Regions from separate parts of the Mus musculus genome. Here regions 2 and 3 are each linked to region 1. A link is a contact called in public HiChIP or PLAC-seq data. All regions are on one chromosome and are shown on one strand. The core of a region is the stretch at or near the end of the contact, and the rest is flanking DNA. Distances in the headings are between cores, read along the strand shown.

The links. HiChIP or PLAC-seq counts read pairs in DNA pulled down with a chosen protein or histone mark.
Region 2: a BATF HiChIP or PLAC-seq map of CD8 T cells shows a contact between it and region 1, with 10 read pairs. The contact joins the enhancer-like site here to the promoter of C030018K13Rik in region 1. A contact is called at or near these places in 4 of 484 Hi-C or Micro-C datasets (the 3T3-L1 cell line, CD4 T cells and CD8 T cells) and 6 of 115 datasets of contacts at active chromatin or transcription factors (CD8 T cells, the SCID.adh cell line, bone marrow-derived macrophages and 3 more).
Region 3: an H3K4me3 HiChIP or PLAC-seq map of stem cell-derived neural progenitor cells shows a contact between it and region 1, with 13 read pairs. The contact joins the enhancer-like site here to the promoter of C030018K13Rik in region 1. A contact is called at or near these places in 1 of 484 Hi-C or Micro-C datasets (bone marrow-derived macrophages), 3 of 115 datasets of contacts at active chromatin or transcription factors (memory CD8 T cells, regulatory T cells and stem cell-derived neural progenitor cells) and 1 of 9 other capture datasets (embryonic stem cells).

What each region holds. Positions count from the first base shown.
Region 1 is chr5:64,475,547-64,480,119 of GRCm38.p6, reverse strand. It overlaps C030018K13Rik (RIKEN cDNA C030018K13 gene), which reads right to left and starts at 3,112. Exons shown (of 2, transcript NR_045413.1): 1 at 2,888-3,112.
Region 2 is chr5:64,660,686-64,665,217 of GRCm38.p6, reverse strand. No RefSeq gene overlaps it. Among named protein-coding and RNA genes, the nearest start is that of Gm26761, 36 kb to the left of the region's middle. Within about 2 kb of position 2,982, at least 49 of the 459 cell types and tissues checked have an H3K27ac peak or open chromatin away from gene starts, as enhancers often do. A contact at or near this core is called in CD8 T cells, bone marrow-derived macrophages, effector CD8 T cells and 1 more, where this site is marked.
Region 3 is chr5:64,706,218-64,710,928 of GRCm38.p6, reverse strand. LOC105244755 (a long non-coding RNA gene) reads left to right here. Exons shown (of 4, transcript XR_868443.3): 4 at 2,424-2,720. Among named protein-coding and RNA genes, the nearest start is that of Gm26761, 9.2 kb to the right of the region's middle. Within about 2 kb of position 1,553, at least 35 of the 459 cell types and tissues checked have an H3K27ac peak or open chromatin away from gene starts, as enhancers often do. A contact at or near this core is called in stem cell-derived neural progenitor cells, where this site is marked.

The DNA.
Region 1 (4,573 bases), core at 1,863-4,362:
CAGAGATGGAGCCCAGAGATGGGTCTGCACAGGTAAGCGAGAGAGCTAGATCACTGAGGAGGGTCTCTGGTTCCTAAATCGGCAGTTCTCGACCTGTGAGTCATGACCCCTTTGGGGAGTGAAGGATTGTTTCTCAGGGGTTGCTTAGGAATATCAGAAAGTACAGGTATTTACATTATGACCCATAACAGTAGCAAAATTATAGTTATGAAGTAGCAACAAAAATAATTTTATGGTTGTGGGTCACCACAACATACATGAGGAACTGTATTGCCAGCATTAGGAAGGTTGTGGTAAGTTTTGCATTACCATGTGAACAAATGTTTATATTTAAGAATTCCATGATATATATATGTATATGTATACAACACATACTCAGACATGTAATTATTTATAAATACTTCCTTAGCCCATTCCATGAACCTAAATCACATGCTTCTTATTATAAACTAAAGTATTCTTTCCCGATTGTCACCCGACCCCAAGCAAACTGCAATTTATTACATTCTTTGAAAGAATAAAATAATCAGCTCAAAGTGCACACCAGGAAATGAATCAGCACAGTACCATCTGGAGGAAGCCAAGCTAAGGATACAGCCAAGACAGCTCAAGGCATCTTTTGGCTGCAGAACTCGGGGTATTAAATTCCCCAGGCTCCGCATGCTTTGGAAGGTAATGCCTGTAATAGTAGACACAATAGCACAGAGAGGTCGCTCCTGTCATGCGTTAATGCCTGGAGTGAATGTGGTAGGACAAACATTCACCTAGCTCGGTCTTTCACTTAGAATGTGAGGCGCAGGATGACTCGAGTCACGCGCAAAACGCCACTTTTGGTTCATGACATTTGGTGTTTTTAAGAACACTTCAAGTTGAGAGGTTCACAGTGATTTTATCCTGCAGAAGAAAAATTACACAAATAGTACAAATAGTTACCAATGGGTCTGCCTGAGACTCTGCCCCATAAATGATGCTCAACTCATGAAAACAGCTGCCCAATCGACTAGAACCACCGCAGGCTGCAAGCCGCCCGTGTGTTCATCCGGGTGGGCTACCCAGATCCTGCTGCCTGGCAGCATGGCAGAGAATGTTTGGAAACTTTCCATGAGATTCTATAGATGTAACGGTGGCCCAAGCCAAATGTCAGTTGTTGTGCATCGTAATTATGCATTGCTTCCAACTGGAAATAGTTATCTACCCATTTGATTGTAAGTCCAAGTCACAGGATTGGCCCCAATTGGCCTATGCTTTCTCCTAACGAACGAATAATAATGGGTGCTGTAAGAGTGCCTAGGAGAGAGGTCCCTCTGCTGGGCAGAGCTGAACGGGAAGTGGGGGTGGGGGGGTTGTTTTGTTTAGTTTTAGTTTTCTCCTAGCTACCTTCTATCTTCTCTGTCAGAGATAAGGGGGCAGACCCTGAAAGGTAGGAGGGTTGAAAAGGGACCTGCATTACTACATCTCATAATTAAACCATCCAAAGGGAGGGATGAAAGCAACTGCTTAGAGAGATGAGAACATGGGACCCAGGCCTGCAACAAAAGTCAAGCGCTTGTCAGACTTGCCCAGTCCAGGGCTCTCAGTGAGTCAGAAACTCCGAGTCGGCTGAGGGGCTTGTACATTCTATGTCCGTTCATAAGATGATCCTCACGCATCTCAAGTTGGAGAGCCGTGGAGGGCATTCAGCACGTCTTGGAAGAGAAATAAGACAAGAAATCCTTGCCTTACAGTGCTCAGGTAGACACGCCCAGCACCATTCAAAGAGCTACTGGAGCGGGACAGAGAGCATCCCTAAAGAATAACACCCACCCATCTCCCCTTTCACCGCTCGTGTTCAGTGCAGAGCTTCCGGTTACGGTGACTTCGTATTTTATTTCCTGTATTTAGCAGCTTTTCAGCAGAGAATAAAGATGCACTTGAGATCTTTACCCCAAGTTTTTATTTATTTATTTTTTAAGTTAAAAGATGATTGGATGAGCTATGTTTGAAGTTCTATAACGGAGCTACCCGAAGAGATAGGCATGGGTAATACAGAGAATAAAAACAGTAACGGCATTGTCTAAGCGTTTATTTCCGAGAGTAGCTTGTGTGTAGTTAGCCTCTGCTTGCCCTTGATGGATGGGTCCATCATGCCAACTCTACAACTCTGAAACCCAGAGTACTCTGCCTAAAGAAAACCATGCCTTGATTCTCAGTGAGCTTTTATCACTTATTAATGTGATAGTCTCCCAACCAGGCGGCTCAGAGGTGTCAAAAAAAGCTCAGCCACTTGTTTTGTATATTTTGAACCTTCAGAAAAACATGTTTATTTCCTAAAATCTATTTCAAGCTGACGAGATAGATTGGCTCTGCAGGTAAAGGTGCTAACCACCAACTCTGATAACCTGAATTCATTTCCCAGGCCCCACGTATAGTAGAAACAGGAGAAATGATTCACATGAGTTGTCCTCTGATGGTCACATGTATACTGTGATGCACATGTCCAAAAGTATGCTCACACACACACACACACACACACACCAATCACACAAATAAATAAATAAATAAATAAATAAATAAATAAATAAATAAATGTAGAAACATTAAAAATGCACTTAAATGCCAAGATAGTTATAGAAACTAACATTCTAAATGTACACATGTAATGAGTTAACTTTCCACAAGAGTGGGGAACAAATGGCACAATTATTCACACACTATCAGGAGTTTAAAGGCATTAATTTTAACATATCAGTAATCATTGAATTTGGCCATAGTGGTGCATGAGATTTCTAAATCTGGCAATGTGTGGCTTTGACCTATTTCTGTCATAGCCCTCCTTGAGGGTGAATAAAAATAAGTGGGCCAGAAGCCTGTATTCATAGACAACTCAAGCCAAATGGCCAACACTCACCTTCACGGGACCTGATGGTAGTGAGTTCTCTGCATTCGGTTGAATCTTAGGACACCAGCCAGAAGTGTGACCTTACGTAGGTCACCTCTGCTCTGTTCCATGTGTCTTCTAGTCTAGAAAAAAATAGAGGAGGAGGATGGTGAATTTCTGTTAATTCGTGTGTTCCAGTATCCTGTATGCATTTCTACAAGACCTCCCGTCTTGCACCCCAAAGATATGTTGCTAGAATTTCCTTGGTGCCAGTCAACTACGTAAAAGCTTTTCTCTCCCTTTCTTGCACTTCAATTCAGTCTCTTGTGATAGGTTCTTTTCTTTGCCACCAGGCCAGCTCTTTAAAACCCATTTCACGAGCTGTCCCAATAATTAACAACTAATTAACAAGAAGGCCTGGCTGCTAGGGCTTGGTGCTTTCAAAAAGAAATGAGCAGGAAGGTTGCTTCGCTTTCTCTATTCACAGGGTCCCTACCATTGTCACTGGGATCGGCTGGAGATGGCGGCTCCTGAATGGTGTGAACAATCTCATTAAAAATCTCTGCTGGAACAATCAATTCACTGTCACTGGACCATATCGATCCTCAAGAGCTGTCATTGAGTTACAGGGTGTCAAAAAAAAAAAAAAAAAAAAAAGAGACGAAATTGACAGCCGGAAGTGTACTTTGTTTATTCTGGGAAAGAAACTGTCTTAGTTACTTTTCTATTACTGTGATAAAGCACCGTGAAAGCATCCCCTGGAAAGGGGGATTATTTCATTTTATAGCTTATAAATCCATCATGGAGGGAAGTCGGGGCAAGAGCACAGGTCAGGAACCTGGAGGCAGGAACTGGAGCAGAAGCCATGGAGAAATGTTGCTTTCTGGCTCGCTCCCTATGGCTTGCTAAGCCTGCTTTCTTAGAGCACCCAGGACCACCAGCCCGTGTCTGGCACTACCCACAGTGAACTGGGCTCTCCCACCTGGCAATCCCCCACAGGCTTCTCCACAGGCCAATCTGGTGGGAGCACTTTCTCAGTTGAGGCTCCCTCTTTCAAAATAACTCTACCTTGTGTTGGAGTTGGCCTAAAAAACTAGCCAGCACAGAGACCATTATCAGGTGTTTCTCCATGTCGCTCCTGCAGAAATCCTAACAGGAGTTTCCTGATGAGGGTTTAGCAGGATGCTCTCTGCAGAGACACATGACCAGCCTGCAAAGAGACTGCTCATTATTCTGCTGTCTTCTGGGATGCCTCTGAAAGTCCACCTTGGCACCGCTTTTGACATTCTTGATATTTTAAGCTTTATATTATGTGGCCTTGATCTCCTAGCCCAAGGACCAGCACATGAGTCAGTGGAACGGTCTAGTCATTGATCCAGAAGGGTAGTTTGGATGAGGTAATATGGTTAGCAATGGGAGCAGAAAGATGGGCACAAATCTTCACACTGATGAGCCACAAATCTGTGGCTGCACAGCTGATTACCTGCGCTAGACTATACCAAGAACAGCAAGCCAGGCCTCCACTGAAGCCCATCAAGGCTCTCCACTGTGAGTGGAAGTGCTTCCCACCATCCTCTCCATGATAGCTGCTATGCCTGACCATCAGGAGAGCCCACTGTTCCCTTTCTCTTTAAAGGGTGAAGCACTGTGAGTTACCACTTTATTCTGATGTGACATGATGGCTAACATTGACTGTCAACTTGACAGGATTCAGAG
Region 2 (4,532 bases), core at 1,733-4,232, 190 kb before region 1:
GGCCAGGCAGGAACCCTGAGTATGAGCCCAGCCTCAGGGGGTCTTGGGGGCAGTGGAAGGGTAAAGGCTGCCAGAAAATTAATGATAAGTACCTCAAGAGAAGGGCTTACACTACACACTGGAATGTAAGCGAATTACTTCACACAACTCACTGTTGATCATTTGGTCACCAGTACCTCTAGCCAAGGATTTCTCTCATCAGCCATCACTGGCTAGATCTTCCTCCACCCATTCTCTGGCGCCCTGGACTCCTACATGACTTCTGTAAGGAGTTTGATTTCACATAGAACAATTATGAGGAATTGGTCAATGACACCATCAAACCCTCCCTAGCCTTTCCAACTACTGTCTACTGGTTAGACATTACTGACTAAGAAGCACTTAAAACTCTTAAAACTATCAATTATTCTGTTTTGTTCCTCCAGCCCCTGCCTCATATTTTGAACCTCTGTGATGAGATACATCTGTTTAGGATGTCAGGTCTGTTTGGTGAATGGACTCTTCCACCACAGTGAAATTTGTTTGCTTGTTGTTGTTCTGTCTCTAGCAATATTCTTTTCTTTGAAGTTACTTTGACATTGAAGTAGCTTTTTTTTTTAAACTAACACTGGTGTGTACTCTTCTGCCTCAGTTATGAAATGTTGGCATCTTTAGACTTCAAATGTTAACTTGTCAACAGTGTAGGTGAGTTCTATCAAGTTGTCCAAACCACACCTGTCTTTCATTTTAATCTACTTATATTAGATAAAATTATGATGGTTCAACTTAAATCTGCCATTCTAATAGTTATCCCTTGCTTTAAAAACTTCTTAATTCTCATTTTCAGCTGGAATTGACACTATGTGTGTATGTATGTATGTATGTATGTATGTATGTTTGTTTCATCCCAACTGCAACTTCCTTCCCTACTCTCCTCCCATCCCTCTCTCCCTGCCCTCTTCCCTTCCTCCCCACTCCATCCCCCTCCCTTTCTCTTCAGAAAAGGGCAGGTCTCCCATGGATATCAACCAGCCATGGCACATCAAGTCGCAGTAAGACTAGGAACCTCCTCTCCTATTAAGTCTAGAAGAGGCAACCCAATAGGAGGAAAGGGTGCCAAAGGCAGGCAACATAGTCAGAGACAGCTTCTGTTCCCATTGTTAGGAGTCCCAAAAAAAGACCAAGTTACACAATACAACATACTTGCAGAGGGCCCAGGTCTGTCCCATGCAGGCTCCCTTGTTGGCAGCTTGGTGAATTGCCAACCTTTTAACTGGTTGCTCTTTTGAACCTTTTGAACGATGCCTCTTTGTGTCATGCTTTAGGAGTCAGTCTAGGACTTAGGATCCCTGTGTTCAAGTCAAATATGTCTCTGCAAACAATGACAGCCAGGGCTTAACAATTACATGGTATCTAGCACAGCCCACCCAATGGCACATCTCCTGTTGGGCTGACAGAGTGGGTTGTTTGGGAGTGGGATTCTGATGTCACCCAGTCTCATGTGTGTCTTGGAAGGAGCTCTGATATAACTTTGATCAGATTCAAGTCACTGTCCGAGTTATATAGGTCTGAGACAAAAGGTTTCCCCGAGGCAAGTGTTGCAGCTCTAAAGGAAAGGCTTCCTCAGTGCAAGAGAGATCTAACTCAGCCCTGCTTTTCTCTAGATACAGTCTCTCTCTTAGCTGCCTCATTGTGCCCCAGGCTTCTGTGTGCTCCCCTGCCACCATGTGTTCCCTAACTAGACCTTTAGCAATCACCTTCCATGGTTTATAAATTGAGCAATAGAAGTTAAATATTTTATGTTAGTTAAATATAAATTTATAAGTGACAAATGTGTGTATTTGTGTGTGTGTTAAAATACCAGTCTTTTGTTTCTAGATGTTGTTGTATGTCCATAGATGGGTATCATCCCATTGAGAACCACTGGGTGAATCCATCTTTCCTTATTGGATGATTAGAAAAATAGTAAAAGATGGGCAGAGGGGGAAGAAATGGGACTTCTATAGACTTGTAAAGGAACTGGAGAGTTGATAGTTTTGAAGAATGAATCCAGTATATAATCTCAGAGAACATACACCCATGATAGGAAGAAGGGCTGCGGAGGGAATCAGCAGATAGCCAAGGCCTTGAATGAAGATATGGAACCTGGATTTGGCAAAGGACAATTTGTGGGAGTTAGTTCTCTTCTTCTACCAAATGCATCCCAGGAATCAACTTACCATCAGCTACCATAGTTAGCCATACCTGACTTGGACACAGAAGCTTCAAATATCTTTCTTTCTCCAGTAATTAAAATACATCAAGAGGAGCCAGCAAATGAGCAGTGGAATGAGATGCTTTCTGACATATGTTCATATATATTCATATATTTAAAGAAAAACAACACCTTAACTCGAGGAAAGTACCTCACAGTGGGAATTTCAGGTCGTGGATACCCTTGCAACCACACCCACGAAGCAACAGCCTGTTCGATTGGTGTGTTTCAGCCTGGTCTAATTATAGCAATTATGACAAATGGCTTTGATGCTTGAGGCTGAAACGGGAACTAATACTTCCTAATGAGGCCGGGTTACATTTGCATGAAAGCAGAGGTGGTCCACAGAGCTACAAGCTGTCGGAGGGAGCCACAGTGCTAGAGCTTTTGACACCTCAAGCCTTGATCTTAGCAAGAGAACTGAAACTACCCTGTCTTTCATCTCTAGTCTGGTTAGAAGATCAAGCCAATATGTTTTCTGAGAGCTATTGATTTTTTTTCTTTTTTAAAAGTAATTATAGAAACTGTCTTGGAATCATTTAGTTTTATATGTAAGAACTGCAAAGGCACAGGGGTGGGAAGGTTATCCAGCAAACAAAGACCTTGGAATCTGGGGACTATGGAGGAAATACTTACAGACAGAGGCTTCCTAGAAATAAAATTACTAACGAGCAACTCAAACTGTGATCGTCTCCCCAAGGGACTGGTGAGGTGACCCCACCAGAAAGCTCCAACTTTCCACTCCCTACTTTCAATTTCTTCTCACTCCCACACCCTCCTTGTTATCTGAATCGATGGGGGGAAGTTGTAGGTACGACCTGAATCCTTCCTGATTTGAGTCAAATGAGAAAAAAAAAGTACAGAAAGGAGATATGGTCTTGAGAACAAAGGGAAACTGACTAAATGTGAGATCTTCAGGCACGGGGCGGAGTTGGGAGCATGCATTTTTAACCTGGTGATGCTGACAGTTCCTGGAGACAAAAGGTAGCAGAGCTTTGCTCCCAGCCAGGAAATCAATTGGGCATGGTTCCTGTGTCTCCTTGTGAAGCCATCACCTTGGATTTTTACTTGGGTGGCTCCCTGCTGAGAAGCATGTCACACAATTAACTCTTGCAGGGTTTAAAAGTATTTCCAACAATAGAAAAAGCGGTGGTAGTAAAATAGAGTTTTGTTTTGTTTTGTTTTGTTTTGTTTTCTTTCGAGACTATTACATCTATCTATCATCTATTACAAGCTGGCCTTAGATGTAGCAGAGGAGGACCCCGAACTTCTCTTCTCTTGTCTTCACCTTTGGAGTGATTGGGATTACATGACCACCACATCCAACTTATGGTGCTATCTATCAACCAAGAATTCCATGCAAAATGGACAAGCTCTCGACCAGCTAAGCTGGGTCTCCAGCCCTGGAGCTGGAAGATTCTAAGGTGCAAAATTTATGAACAGCGATCTGTTTATCTGAAGCCTGAGAGGATAAAACTTCATTAGCTGGTGGAGGATATGTGTTTATTTAATTTTATATTGTTTCCTCAGGGTTAGATGACATGAGACAGGATACGTTTTAACAAAGGCTTTCCTATCTAAGTCTCTTCTTTCTACTCATTACTTCCAATGTGATTGCAATATGATGTAATTTTTAACCAGTTGAGTTCTAGTCTAAGCATCTTTTTTGCACCTCAGAAAGAGGTTGTCTTTCAGCATTGCGTTAACAATGCAGCACTCGAAGTTAGATGGAGAATACGTCCTTAAGCCGTCTGATGTTGATTGATTTGGGCCCAAGAGAGTATGACTGCTGACATATTTGTTGACAATAATAACATGCCTACGAAAAAGTGATGTCCTTTGACAGTTATTAATAAAAAAGTAAACCTGATACAAACTGGACTTGGGAAGACTGCAGTAAATGTCAGCAAGCATTTTTACAATTAATGACAGGTATATTTTCCATATTAGTGCTACTGGTCAGAAGAGCAGCCATTGTTTAAGCTAGAGAATGAAACCTCAAATACCTACATGGAGTTGGCCTATAACTGACTAATCATTGGTAGAAGTCAGCTAGGTCAGGATGATAATTGAAGATAGAAACATCCAGGGAAGTGGCAGGATTAGATGACCAAGTTTTTCCTTTGGTATTATTTGTTTTGAATCAGGGTCTCACTATGTGTCCTAGGCTGGCCTTGAACTTAGAATTCTCCTGCTTCACATATTAATTGTTTCCAACTTGGAAGACTGTCATATGGAGGCTAGAAGGCACTCTGTGCCTATTTAACGGCTCCTGTGATCTGAATTCCCAGGGGTTTTA
Region 3 (4,711 bases), core at 304-2,803, 230 kb before region 1:
AGGCTTGCTTTGTAACCAGCCATACAGGCAGGGCATGTCATCTTCTTTGAGCATCACTCATGCCTCGTGTCACTTCCGTGGCCCTGCTAATTGACTTGCATGCCTTGGGCCAGCTGATTTTGTACTGATACCCACTCCTGATCTCCCGAGTGGCTAATAACATATATTCTACCTACAAGGATTAACCACTCCCAATTTCAGTTTGACTCGTTGGACCACATTCAGTGACTGATTTCGCCTTTCCAGATGGACTTTCTGTTGATGAAGTTGCCTCCCTTGCTCCCTCCCTGTCAAAGACCATCACTGTAGGGACTTTGCCCTGTATCCTGGTCAAGCCTCCCTCTTACCTGGAACAGGATACTTGCCTTTTAGTTGTTGACAGTTGGCAGAGATGTCCTAGTTCCTACCTCACTGTTTGAGAAGTTCCCCCTGCCCCCCAGTGTAACAATGGGGAGTGTGAACACCAAGGCCAGGGTTATTTGTTGGGTTGGCCTAGGTCCAGTCCAGAGGTACGAAGTCTAAACTCCTATCTTTGAGGCTGAACTCTGCCGGGTTGATGGAGGGAGGGGTGAAGGGTGAGGTGACAAGGTCCTACGCCCATGGGCAGTCCCTCTTTGTTGGACTATGCTAGCAAATTATAGGTTGGCAGACACTGTTTGAGACATGTGCTGACATGTTAAAAAGAAAGGGCTACTTTGGTTTTCCAGTTTTCACGCCCCCCACCCCCACCCCTTCATGTTTATCTTCCGTGTGCGTTTGGTCATCCCTGTCAGCACGTGTGTGGTTTCTCTAATCGCTCTCTCTTAGGAGCTGGGAAATAGCACAGGAGTCAGAAAATCAGAGGAGTTCCCATTTACTGCTGTGCTGTTCTCTTGCTAATGTAGAATCTCTGTCTCCTTCTCCCTCCCCCCTTCTTTACACACACACACACACACACACACACACACACACACACACACACACACATTTTAGAATGTAGAACAAAATAATAAATGACGGCTCTCTCGTTTCTGGAATCCTTGTAGGAACCATCTGTTGCTAAGGAAGAGTCACAACCTTTGCAATCTGTTGAGCCAAGTTCGAATCCCAGCACTGCCTCCTACTAAAGTGGATGCTATGGTTAGTGGGGAGTTCAGAGACAGAATGTGTATAGAAGACCACTAGTCCTGATCATGTAGTTTAGTGTGCCATACAGACATTTTAAAAGGCAAAGTTAAGTGGAATTGGTAAGTATCTGTGCCCCATGCACAAGCAAGCTATCTATTATCCCCAGAGAGCCTGTCATTTGTTATTGTTGTTGTTGTTTTACAAAGAAGGTCTCCATAGATGACACCTCATTTGCTCTCAGACTTCTCCTTCTCGTATTTTGATCTTGAGATTTCAGATGTCTTCCTGTATCCTCAAAGGACTATGGTTCAGTGGATGCTGAGAGTCGCATCCACTCGTTCCTGCAGATATTTGGAAACAAGGGGCTTATTGGCCATCTCTCCCACAAGAAGGAGAAAGAGGAAGTCAAGAGATTTGGGAGTTGGAAGGGCATGAGTGCTCTCTGTATCTGCTTGGCAGAGTGGAAGCACTGAAGCACAGAGCACACAATGGCTGCCTTTGTCTGCAGGGAGGTTGGGAATGCCTTTGGTTTCCGAGTTTCATCAAGCAGAAAGCAAGAGACCCTGAGTTCCCCGAAGTCTGGCAACATGGAGCACCATGATATTTAAAAAAAAAAAAAGTTTAAGTTCATTGACATGAAACTTTAGGAGGAAAATGTATTGTTGCATAAATGTATGCTATTTTTAAGCCAACAAACCAAAGCATTATAACTGTGAGGGGGGAAAACCTCAATGTGTAAAACAAGTTAATACCATTAACCTGGCAAACATCTTTTTTCCTTTTTCTTTTCTTTTCTTTTCTTTTCTTTTCTTTTCCTGTCTTGTCTTCTTTCTTTCTTTCTTTCTTTCTTTCTTTCTTTCTTTCTTTCTTTCTTTCTTTCTTTCTTTCTTTTTTTTTTTTTTTTGAGACAGGGTTTCACTGTATAGCCCTGGCTGTCCTGGAACTCAAACTCAGAAATCTACCTGCCTCTGCCTCCCAAGTGGTGAGACTAAAGGGGTGCGCCACCACCGCCCAACCCTGGCAAAGTCATCTTAATCACTGAATATGTACTGAAAATATGGATTTCTCCCACCTCCACATTTTCACCACAGGAGGAAAGATTTTCTCTCCTCTAGTCCATAAAATAACCAGGCAAGCTTGGTATCCCTCACTGTCGCACAGGTGACCTGCCTCGGTTGGAATACCTTTTAATGCACCCTTAACCTTTCCATGCAGGTTTCTTGTCATGCAGGGTCACTGTAGGAAGGGGTGAGCAAGCAGAGGTGAGACACAAGGTTCGGCAATATGGAAGAATTCTTCCTCTTTTCCCTCACCAGCAGGCTGCCCTCATAAATTTCATGGAAAGGCCAAGGAGGAACTACTTAACATCTTCTGGCTGACAAGAGCTCACGGTGATGAGAATGCTTTTTCTGTGATCCACTACGTCCTACAAACGTGAGATTCAGAGCTAGCAAGAGGGCTGACAACCTGAGTTCAAGCCCTGGGACTCACATGGTGGAAAGAGAGAGCGAACTTCTGGTACCTATCTTCTGAGATCCCCCGTGCATGCTGAGACACAGCCCTCTCCCCTTTCCCCAGATAATAATTGAGATATTAAAAATTTAAAAAAGCAACATTCTCAGGCCTGCTAGCTTTCCTCTATACCTGCTTCTCTTTTAGCAGCTGGTATGCTTAGCCTTTTCCTGAATATCTGAGAAGTGGGGTGAATTAAGACATAATTGACTATGTCTGGGCATTTTGTTTGTTCTGTTTTTTTGTTTGTTTTATTTTATTTTATTTTATTTTATTTTATTTTATTTTATTTTGTTTTATTGAGACAAGATCTCACCACTCGGCTCAGGTTGACCTGGAATTCACAGTCCAGCTGGGAGTACTGACTGGAATGACACCAGCGGCTCGCCCTTGTTCCAAAATGTACTGATCGAGTAAACAGAGCAACAGTGGATTCCGAGTCCAGTGACAGTTGGTTAATGTTGCCCGGTGTAGGGTCAAAGCCATTCAAACCATTGGATAGAAGAACTCTTCTCACTCTCTAGAGTAACCCCACACAGTAACCCCCCAAAATAATAGCCAGTATTTTTGATTAGATGAAGATAATTGGTGTCTGAACCATTGTCGCACCAAGTTCAATAACTCAGTGTGAAAAGAGAGGGCCACACGCCCAAGGCTCTCACACCAGTCATGCTGTTACAAACGATGCTGTCACTGGAGAGGATGCTTTGCACAATCCGAAAGTGTGTGTAATCGTAGGAGAGGAGCGTGTCAGTAGCACGGGTTCACACTACAGCTATCGTTACTTCTTATCAAGACTCCAAGAGCTGAATCATCCGCACAGGTCCTAAGCTATACCAACCGTGCCAGGGAACGAAAGTCAGGGAGAAATCCCTTCATTTTGTATCACTTTTTACCGAAGGCTTCTGGAGCAAATAAGAAAGTAGGGAGAGTGGTGTGGCTTGTGGGAGGCAGACTGGCAGCGTGGGTTGGCGGCACACCGTGGAAGCTAAAGGAAGGTGGGCTACCAAAGCTGTCCGAGAAGTGCTTGTTAGACATTGAGTCCACTTGTGGCAGGAATGTTTGTTTTATTTCTTTTAAAATTTTAGCAATGAATTCTAAGTCCTTTTCACAGAATTCTGTAAATCTAAGGAGAACCTTAGATTTTATATGCCAATTTTGTCAGAGTCTGCCCCGCCCCCATTAAATAGGTGGAACTCAGAGATGCTCACTAAGTCTTCTGATGTCACTCAGCAAGTTAGGCACAGCAAGTTAGCCAAGCAAAACTGTGGCTTTGAATCCTTTCTTTTTTTTCATTCCTCTGAAAGTATTTGATAAAGGAATGAGTGTCTGTCTGTGTGTCCCACTGTGTGTGTGTGTGTTTGTATATATGCATGTATGCATCTGTGTGCATGTGTGCCTCTGCTTTATTCCCTTGAGACAGGGTCTCTCACAGGACTGGAAGCTGTGATTTAGCCTAAGCCAGCAAGTCACACCCATCCCCCTTTCCCTTCCTCCCCAGCCCTGGGTTACAGGCTTGTGTGGCCACACCTGGCTATTAACCAGGGTGCTGAGTTTTGCAGCTCAGCTTCTCTTGTTTGAGCCGGAGTGTTCTTACCCACAGAGTCATCACCCTGACCTCCTTACACTTTTTGTTTGTAGCATTTCTGCAGAACTGGGGGTGGGTTGGGAGTGGGAGAAAGATGATCGTGTGCTTTATAGCCGGGCATGGGGTTTCTAGCTCTGGTGCTCAATTAGGGGAAACACGATTCCATTTCTTTTCCATTTTTTTTTTCTATCTGCCAAAAGGAGAATTCATTCATCAGGGATGAATCTGATAGTCTTGTAGTAGCGATCCCAGGAAAACAAGCTCCCTTGACAGTCTCCCAGGAGCTGTAGGGCTTCCCCGAAGCTTCCTCGGCCTCTCTGCATGCAGCACGAGGCTGCCTTCCTGTTCAGGTGCCCGTGAAGCCGCAGACTTGAATTTTGGAACTTTGAAGGAGAGCGCATAGGGCGTCATACGTGAAGAACCATCTAACACATGGCTCGTGGGCACGGAGGCTGGTGGAATCTTAGATTCATTTCTTCACTCGGGGAGTATGCCTTACTCCCC